Regions from separate parts of the Ovis aries genome. Here region 2 is linked to region 1. The links are chromatin contacts, called in public Hi-C maps. All regions are on one chromosome and are shown on one strand. Each heading gives the region's core, a stretch centred on a gene start, on an enhancer-like site or on the middle of the called end of the contact. The rest is flanking DNA. Distances are from core to core; before and after follow the strand shown. Region 1 overlaps CD247 (CD247 molecule). Region 2 holds the start of CD247 (CD247 molecule).

Evidence for each region. Hi-C and Micro-C count contacts between places; a contact is called where the count stands out from the background.
Region 2: a Hi-C map of blood shows a contact between it and region 1, with 2.8 times the contacts expected there. The contact joins the promoter of CD247 here to the enhancer-like site in region 1. A contact is called at or near these places in 4 of 16 Hi-C or Micro-C datasets (blood and hypothalamus).

The regions. Positions count from the first base shown.
Region 1 is chr1:119,642,601-119,646,902 of ARS-UI_Ramb_v3.0, reverse strand. It overlaps CD247 (CD247 molecule), which reads left to right. Exons shown (of 8, transcript NM_001009417.1): 2 at 2,364-2,467; 3 at 3,600-3,656; 4 at 4,239-4,302. Among named protein-coding and RNA genes, the nearest start is that of CD247, 78 kb to the left of the region's middle. Within about 2 kb of position 1,807, at least 24 of the 54 cell types and tissues checked have an H3K27ac peak or open chromatin away from gene starts, as enhancers often do. A contact at or near this core is called in hypothalamus, where this site is marked.
Region 2 is chr1:119,721,331-119,725,883 of ARS-UI_Ramb_v3.0, reverse strand. CD247 (CD247 molecule) reads left to right here and starts at 2,650. Exons shown (of 8, transcript NM_001009417.1): 1 at 2,650-2,792. The coding sequence starts at 2,735.

The DNA.
Region 1 (4,302 bases), core at 558-3,057:
TGGGGATGGGGAGGCAGGGAAGGAGCCAGAACCTAGGCGTGTCCATGGCTCCTGAATTTGAGTTGTCATCTTGGAAAGCTGCCTGCTGTTCAAGGGAAGCCCCTCCAACCTGGGTGTGGCCTCAAGAGCTAAGACGTAAGCCCTGAAAGAGCAGGGACTCAAATGCTAGACATGTTATCCTTATGGAGGAAATTTACAAAAACACCTACCAGTACATTCTCTCATTTGGGTCTCACCACACCCTTAAGGTAGACAGGATGACCCACTATTTTACAGATGGAGAAACTGAGGCCCCGAGAGGGGAGGTGACTTGCCCAAAACCACATAGCTACTTAGTGGCAGACGAAGGACTATTGATAGAACCCACCTGATACCCAATCCAGGGTTCTTTCTATTTCAATATCCTCTGACATCAAGCAGATGCCCAATAAATATTTAATTAACCACACAACTGAATTAGGCCCTGGGTCCCTTCAAGGAACTTTCTGGATTATCACTGCCTTCCTCAGTCCCATTCTGCTAGCCTGGTCACAGTTGGACTCGGCAGAGGGAAGTTTCCTACCCTGGGGTATGTGTGGTGATTAATATCCTTTTTTTGACCAAACCACACATAGCACATTTGTCTTTGGTCATGAAATCATGCTGCTGTTCAAAAAGAAAGAAAAAAAAGAAATGTGTTCCTATTACTTATTTCTGGGGAGGGGCCAAATCCTCTCCACCACTGCACTGGCTCTGCACAACACCAAGAAATATTTCTCCTTATTTGTTCTAAATTTACTGTCCAGTAATTTTTCTGTTCTCATTTTATGTGACAGGCAACTAAGCGATTTTCTCCCAACCCTTTTTCTGAATCTCAACCACCCAAATAAATCTCCGCTGACACCCCTCCAGTCCTAAAAGGAAAAACAAATTACCCCAGCTAGGGTGGAGTGGCCACCAGACATGGCCTTTGCTGGGGGCTGGCTTGTCTCCTTATAGGCCTTCAGTGTGTGTGGTGTGTGTGTGTGTGATCAGTCGTGTCTGAATCTCTGCGACCCCATGGACTGTAGCTGGCCAGGTTCCTCTGTCCATGGGATTTTCCAGGCAAGAATACTGGAGTGGCCTTCAGATCCCCTACTTCAGACTTTACTCAGACAGACAAAACGGTTTCTGAGCAAGGACTAGGAACGTTTACAAAGAAATCAGTGCCTGGGTGGGGGTGGAGCGTCCTGAGTTAGGGAAGGAGTCAAAGGGTTGAGAACAGAAGGATTCAAGAGGGCTGGGGTTGGGGACTAGGGTGCAGCCTTGACTCACCTGCTCCCACAGCTTGTGGCAGAGGCCAAAACGTTGCTCCTGCAAGAGGGAGGGCAGGGCTGGGCCCAGGAGGTCGGGGACGAGGGGAGGAGGGGAGATACGCCACCTGGGCTCTCCTGACCTGCCTCTTACTCGCTGAGGGCTCCTGGCTAAATCCAAGTTCTCCCTGCCTGTGTCCATGTGGCGCTGTTGGGAGAAACTGACAAGTTATTACATCATCAAGTTATTACTTGTCTAGCACGAAGTAAACACTAAAGAAATGTTATAGTTTTCACCCTGGTCAACAGAAGAGGCAGCTGAACTAGGGTAAATAACTTGCCCCAAGTCACAGAATTAATAAGGAAGAGGCCTTCAAGCGCACATCTTGTCCACTGCCTTAGTCTCGAGGTAGTCCTTCAGGCGGCCATTAGAGGGCGCCCTCGGCCAGGGAGAGGTTGCGGCCGCGGGACTGTGGCTTCCGTGATACCAGGCAGGGGTGGAGTTAGACGCCTACTACACCCCATTTTACACTTGAGTTGCTGCACACATACCTGGCAGGAAGAACAGTCTAGGCTAAATCCGTGTCTCCTCTCTCACAGTGCAGTGAGCTTTCAAAAAATGCTTTTCTTGTTTAACCGGAATGTTTACTGTACCTCCTTCCCCAACCCCACTGTACTTTAGTTTGCGTAGTGCATACTGTGAGGGGCCCCTTGGCAATTTGGGGTGGCTTCCAGATGACGCGCTTCACACGGGGCTCGCACCTATCTGGGCTCCCGGGCTGGGAGGCAGCAGCCCAAGGTGTTCCCCTGCACAATGCGCACAGTGGGCAATCTCACCTCCCCCACTTAGTTTTTGCCTCCTTCCTGTCTTCCAGGCTTTGTGGCCCTGCCAGGTGTCAGGTCCACTGCTGGGGCAGGCTAGGTTTCCCCAGAGGCCGGTCCAAGGTGGGAGAGAGGTTGTGGTCAAATGGGGTATGGAGAATGCAGCCAGCCTTCATCATGATTTCCTTGACCTGTCACGGTACCTGCCCCGTGCAGGCAGACATGTTCCTTCACCTGGACCTGGCTAATCAATCTCATCTCTCGACACAGCGGCACAGAGCTTCGGCCTGCTCGATCCTAAACTCTGCTACCTGCTGGATGGGATCCTCTTCATCTACGGCGTTATTGTCACTGCCCTGTTTCTGAGAGCAAAGGTTGGTGCCACTGGCCTCTGCGGGGAGGGCATGGGCTCCCCAACTCAGTGGATGTTTAGAGGGCCTTGGTCTTGGAAAGTCTCAAGCATGAGTGGTTGGTATCCATGGGCAAAACAGAGACCAAGTGTGCACACTGGGTGGGCTGGAGAGGTGGGGGGTGATGTTTTGCTTAGCCACACAAGAGTGGGAGGATGAGTGTTCAATTGATTGTACACTGGTGCTGGAGTCTTAGTGAAGAGTCATACAGATGTGTGAACCTTTAGGCGTCTCAAGGCAGAGGTTCTGCTAGGAAAAGGGGTTATGCTTCAGTGAAGAGCAGAGAGGTGGAGGCCTGCAGTCTCTTTCCAGACCCTGCTGTCCAACTGCAAACCCAGGCTTGGCCAGCCTTTTCTCCTCAAACCCGTTTTTCATCTGTACGTGGGAAGATTAACCCAGAGCATTGGTTTTCACCTAGGGCCCTGCAGGCCCTGCAGTATTTGGAGGGGCTGGGGCTGGGGCTGGGGTGGCCATAGGACTTTTGTGCCTTAACCTTTTTTTTTTTTTTTTTTTTTTTGATTTTGGACTTTAGCAAAACATTTTATTATAAGAAACAATGTCTTGCTTTCTTAAGTTTGAGGAACGCTGCCCTAGATCATCTGCCAGGTGTTTCCCAGTGTTCTGAATCTGCAAGACCTGCAGTTTCAGCTGAGGGGCATGAACTGAAAACAGAGCGAGGCCATGTGCCTGGGCCAGGTCCTCAGGACACAGTGCCACACGGACACAGTGCACCCGGGTGCAGGGGTCACGATGGAGGTGGGATCTCTCAACTAGTCCTCCGAATCCCTGGGAGGAAGCGGCCAGGAGAAAAGCCGGGAACGCAGTGGGTGCGGCCCGCGAGGCCGGCGCTTCTGCGCATGCGCGAGGGCACGGGCCCGGGAGCGGAAACCAGGGCGGTTGCTGGGGCACCTGCGGTGACTGAGCTTGACCCCTGCGAGGGGGAAGGACAGTTGGGCTCAGAAATGAAGCTTTCACGCCACGGGGGCCCGCAGGGGCCCAGCCCCAGCAGACAGGGAGCACGCCGTTTGCAGTGGAGAAGCGGAGCGAGGCTGCCCGCGCAAAAAGTAAAGCGCTTTCTCTCCTCTTCCCCATCCAGTTCAGCAGGAGTGCCGACGCCCCCGCCTACCAGCATGGCCAGAACCCGGTCTACAACGTAAGTCCGCCTCTCCCGGAGAGCCTAGCCTAGAAGGTGCTCGCCTCTCCTGGGACGTGGGGGAAACAGCCGCCAGGGGCTCGGCTGTGGGTCTGGTCCGCGGCTGTGAGCCCTGCGGGCTAAAAACCTCTCTGGGACCCAGTTTCCTAACTCGTAAAACGGGGATAGTCACCACGCCTGCTTCGTGGAGGTGCTGGGAGGATGCCGCTCCCTGGCGGTGTGCTGCGCGGCAAGCGCCCACTCGGTGCAGTGCCTGCTCCAAGCGAGCCCCGGCCCGGCAGCGGTTTCACGGACCAGCGGGATGGGGGTGGAGAAGGAAAGAGTACTTCCCTGCGGTGGAGAAGCGATTTCACTCCCTCCGTGCAATGGGACTTTGATCGAATAGATCATGCCCACCCCTACCACCCCCCCCCCCACCCCCGCCCAAGTAATATGTTCTCTGAGAGGCTTTCTGAGATGATCCCTGCTCCTTTGTGAAGATCTGTGTGATCCCTGCTCCACTCGTAAAGAACTCCCTGGCCTACTGGCCCCATCCTCCTGAGCTTTCCTTTCTCATCTCTGACTCATTTCTGCCTCTTCTAGGAGCTGAATGTCGGCCGAAGAGAGGAGTATGCAGTCCTGGATCGGAGAGGGGGCTTCGACCCTG
Region 2 (4,553 bases), core at 1,401-3,900, 78 kb before region 1:
TTTCATGTGCTTACTGACCATTTATCTTCTTTGAGGAATTTTTTATTCAAATATTTTATCCATTTTCTTGTTGATTTAATTATCTTATTATGAATATGAAGGCATTCTATATATATTCTGGATATAAGTCCTCTGTCTGATATATGTATTTGCAAATAATTTCTCTGAGTCAATGGCTTGCTTTTCCAGTTTCTTAATGGTGTTTTCCACTGAACAAAGGTTTTAATTTTGATGAAGTCAAATTTACCAATTATTTTTCTTTTATAGTTTGTGCTTCAAATGTGTTAACATAAAGATTTTTCTTTTTTTTCCAGAAGTTGTATGGTTTTATGTTCCACATCTACACCTATGGACTGTTTCAGTCAATTTTTGCACATAGTATAAAATAAGGGCTTTTTTTCACCATAGAGATACCGGTTGTTGGTTGGTTGTTTCTCCACTGAATTTTCCTAGTCCCGTTATAAAAAACCAATTGACCACGTGTGTTTGAGTCTATATGATCACAACTGCTATATGGTAACCATGTCTCTCTGCTTAATGTTTTGCAGGGTGATTTCACACTCATTGCTCCTCTTTTACAGAGTTTTCCTGGCTGTTCTTTTGCTTATTTAGCATTATTTTTGTACTGAGATGTAATTCACATGAGTCTACCATTTTAAAGTGTACAACTCAGAGGCTTTTAGTATATTCACTGTGTCATACATCATCACAATAAATCTAGTTCTGGAATATTTTGATCATTCTCAAAAGAAACTTCATACCTGTTAAGAATTAGTCCCAATTTCCCCCTTTCCTTGTCCTCTGAAAACTACTGATCTACTTTCTGTCTCTATGGCTTATTATAGCCATTTTGTATTAATGCGATCGTATAATATTTGGTCTTTTTGTGTTTGGCTTGTTTCATTTAGCATACTGTTTTCAAGTTTCGACCATGTTGCAAGTATAATATTTTATTGTTTAGATGTATGATTTGTTTATCTATTCCTCAGTTCGTGGACATTTGGGTTGTTTCCAGTTTGGGGCTATTTTGAATAATGCTACTATAAACATTCATGTACAAGTTTTAATGCGCACATGGTTTCAATTCACCTGAGTATATGCCTATGAGTAGAACTGCTAGGTTGTGTGATAATTCTATTTAAATTTTTGAGGATATGTCACACATTTTCCATAGGGAAATTTCCCACGTTTCCACCAGTAATGTATAAGAGTTCCAACTTCTTAACATCCTTACCAGCACTTTGTGTTTTTAAATTTTAGCCATCCTAGTATATGCGAAGTTATAGTTCACTATAGTTTTGATTTTCATTTCCCTAGTGACCAAATATATTGATCATTTTTTCATGTGCTTGTTGGAGAAACATCTATTCAGATCTTTGGCCGATTTTTACTTTTTTTTTCTAGTTGAGTTATATTCTGAATACTATACCCTTATCAATATTTAATTTACAACTATTTTTTCTATGAATTGTCTCTACTTTCTTGATAGTGTCCTTTATGCACAAAAGTTTTAAATTTTGGTGAAGTCCAATTTACCTATTTTTTTCTTTGATTGCTTGTGTTTTTTTTTTGAGTCGTCACTATTTTTTGTACATTAATTTTTCATGCAAACTTTCAACCAAGATTATCTTGTGCTAAAACTTTTGTTGGTATTTGTAGAAGTATGGGTTGATTAATTTAGAGAGAATCGTGGGCTTCTTAAAAGGAAGTTTTCTATCAAAGACCAAGATACATCTTTCCATTTACCCAAGTCCTTTCTGTATTCTTCAGTAATGTTTGAAAGTTTGTTTCACATAGATCTTATACTTTATTACACTGTATAAATAATACAGTTTATTTATGAGTATTAATCTTTTTATTATTGTAAGTTGGTTCAATGTTTAAATCTGTCAAATAACATAAGTGTTTGAAGTATTACGTGAATTCTTCTATTTTCTATGGTCCATATTCAAGCCAAGTTCAGATCCGCATCCTCAATGATTTGCTTTATAGGTAGGGACGCTGAGGTCTAGAGATGCTGAGTGACTTACTCAAGGCCGCACAGCAAGCAGATAGCAGCGATGGCACTAAGACCCAAGTATTCTATCTCCACATTTTACCTGACTCTGAATCTAGAGCTCTGTTGTCTCACCAACCACCGTAAAATACATGAATCTAGGAGAGCCGCGAACATTCTTAAATGCACTGGGAACTTGTATTTGCTTAGGGGCTGACTATACCAATCAAGATAGGAATTAGATAAAAATTAGACAAAAAGAATTAGACAAAAATTAGACAAAAAGAAGGAAATGGCAACCCACTCCATTAATCTTGCCTGGAGAATTCCATGGACAGAGGAGCCTGGCAGGCTACAGTCCATGGGGTTGCAAAGAGTGAGGCCTGACTGGGCAACTATCACTCAGACAAAAATTAGAAAGAAGGAAAATAAAACAATGGTTAAAGGAGACCAAAAAAAAAATATATATATATATATATGTATATAGCAAAAATTCAGACAGACAGACACAAGCACACACCCCAAACCCTCAAACCTCCAGAGCTTCCTGCCTGTGAACCGAAAGGGGGAGTGTGAGTTTCTTGGCCTGGTTGGCAGGTGCCTTCTCAAAGGCCCATCGTCCTCCACTTCCTGAGGAGGCAGCAGCAGAACAAAGCCAGCAGAGACTCCTTTCCTCTTCTTCATCCCGTCACAGCTGCCTCAGCCTCTGCCTCCTGCACCATCCTGGGGAAGGATAAGATGAAGTGGACAGCACTTGTCATTGTGGCCGTCCTGCAGACGCAGTTCCCAGTTACAGGTAAGGCTGGATGTATCGAAGGAAATGAGCTTTGAGGAACTCTTTGTACATATGTGTGTGGGGTGGAGGGAGAGAGCAGAGGTGTGGAGAGGAGCCAATGTCTCCTTTAAATCTTGCCCTCCCCAAAGCAATGGACAGCTGAACAGGGAAGGGTCTGTTTCTATAGAGACATCTGCTTCAATATGGCCAAGTTGGAAATTAGCTTAGAGTCAGCTGCTTGAAGACAGACCTGTGTGAAGTATGGATTTTTCCAGTGATAAAAAGAGAGAGAAGTCTGAGATGGGGGAAGGATGAGGAGGAACTGAGGCAGGACTTGTGTGGGCAAGAGGAGAGGGAGAACTTAACAGAAGCTGGGAGGGACCAGAAAGCCTCACCTGGGCCACATTTTGTGCTGAAGCATTTTCCGAGTCTTTGTGTATTCTTTCCTTACTACCTTGCTGGCTCCATCACTCAGCCGCCTTCCTGCTTCGCCAACAAAGAGTGTTTCATGTGCCGTTGGGCAGAGAGGGTCATGGCTGTGACTTACCTGAAGCGTCTCCATAAGCCAGGCACTGACTGGGTTAACAAAGAAGGGAAGCGGCCTTCTTCAAGGCCCACATCTAGGCTCAGCTCTGACATGGCTGCCCCTGCACCCCACAGCCGAGGGCTGCTTGATGACACACCCACCCCAGTCTCCGTGACTCACCCACTGCCCCGTGCTTTAGGCAGCTCTCTGTCTGAGGCCAAAAAGCCAGAGATGCTGACAGAACGTAGGGGAGAGATGAGAGGATGTGACTTGTTAGGTCACCACCACGAGGAACAACCAACCAACAAGAGAACTCACTCTTCACTTCATTTCAGGCCCCGGAGACTAGCTTTTCTACAATCCTTCATTCCCACTGTGTTTTCCTGCTCAGATAAGAATAATAAGAAGTGAAAAGAAGACAAAATGGATTGTGTCTGGGGTTTGGCATCTTGGCATTTTTACAAGAAATGGGACAGGCTGTATTTGAATCTAAAAAACTGGGAGAGTGGTCAAAAACCAACGCCTTTTCTCCACTCTTCAGCTCACCTCAGCATGGGAGGGTGTTTGGCAACAATGGTGGGAGAGCTGGAGAGGCCACTGGTACTTTTGCTCCTACCAGAGGACGTGGCACAGCCCCGGCCTAGGGCCTTGGGGGCTTTGAGGACTAAGTAATCATGGGGTTTTCTGTAACATCACAGCTCTCTTCTCAGAAAAGGTCTTGCTGGATATGAGTCACGTGGTACTGTGGGGTAAGGACACCAGGGCGGGCCCAGAGCAGCCCATCCTTGTGTGCAGGGCTTGGGAGGACCCATGATGCCATGAGGGCCTATGAATTCAATGACTTCAGAGGGAACAGATGACAGCAATCTGAAGTTTCCTCAGGGGTCAATTTGTTTTGAGCCCTGGGGCTAAGGCAGGGGCAATAGAATTAGAAAAGAAAATAAAGCTTCTTGAGTTGTAGTAGCTGCCAGGAGTGGTAAACAAAACCCCACCCAGAAGACAAGATGGGGGCCATGCCCATTTCCACAAGCAGTGTACAGGAAGAAAAGCTTTAGATCCATCTTTCAAGGCCACTTGCTTTGCCAGTTTGGAGATTGAAATTTCAGCTCTTTTTAGATGAGCCTCCTAGCCTCATTGAGGGAGGGCAAGGGAGGCTTAGCGAGGCCTTTAACACCAAGGGCCACAAAAGGCACTCATGTTGGCTGAGGAGACTTATGCTTTATGATTTCCTTTGGAGGAAAGGCTGCTGATGAAAT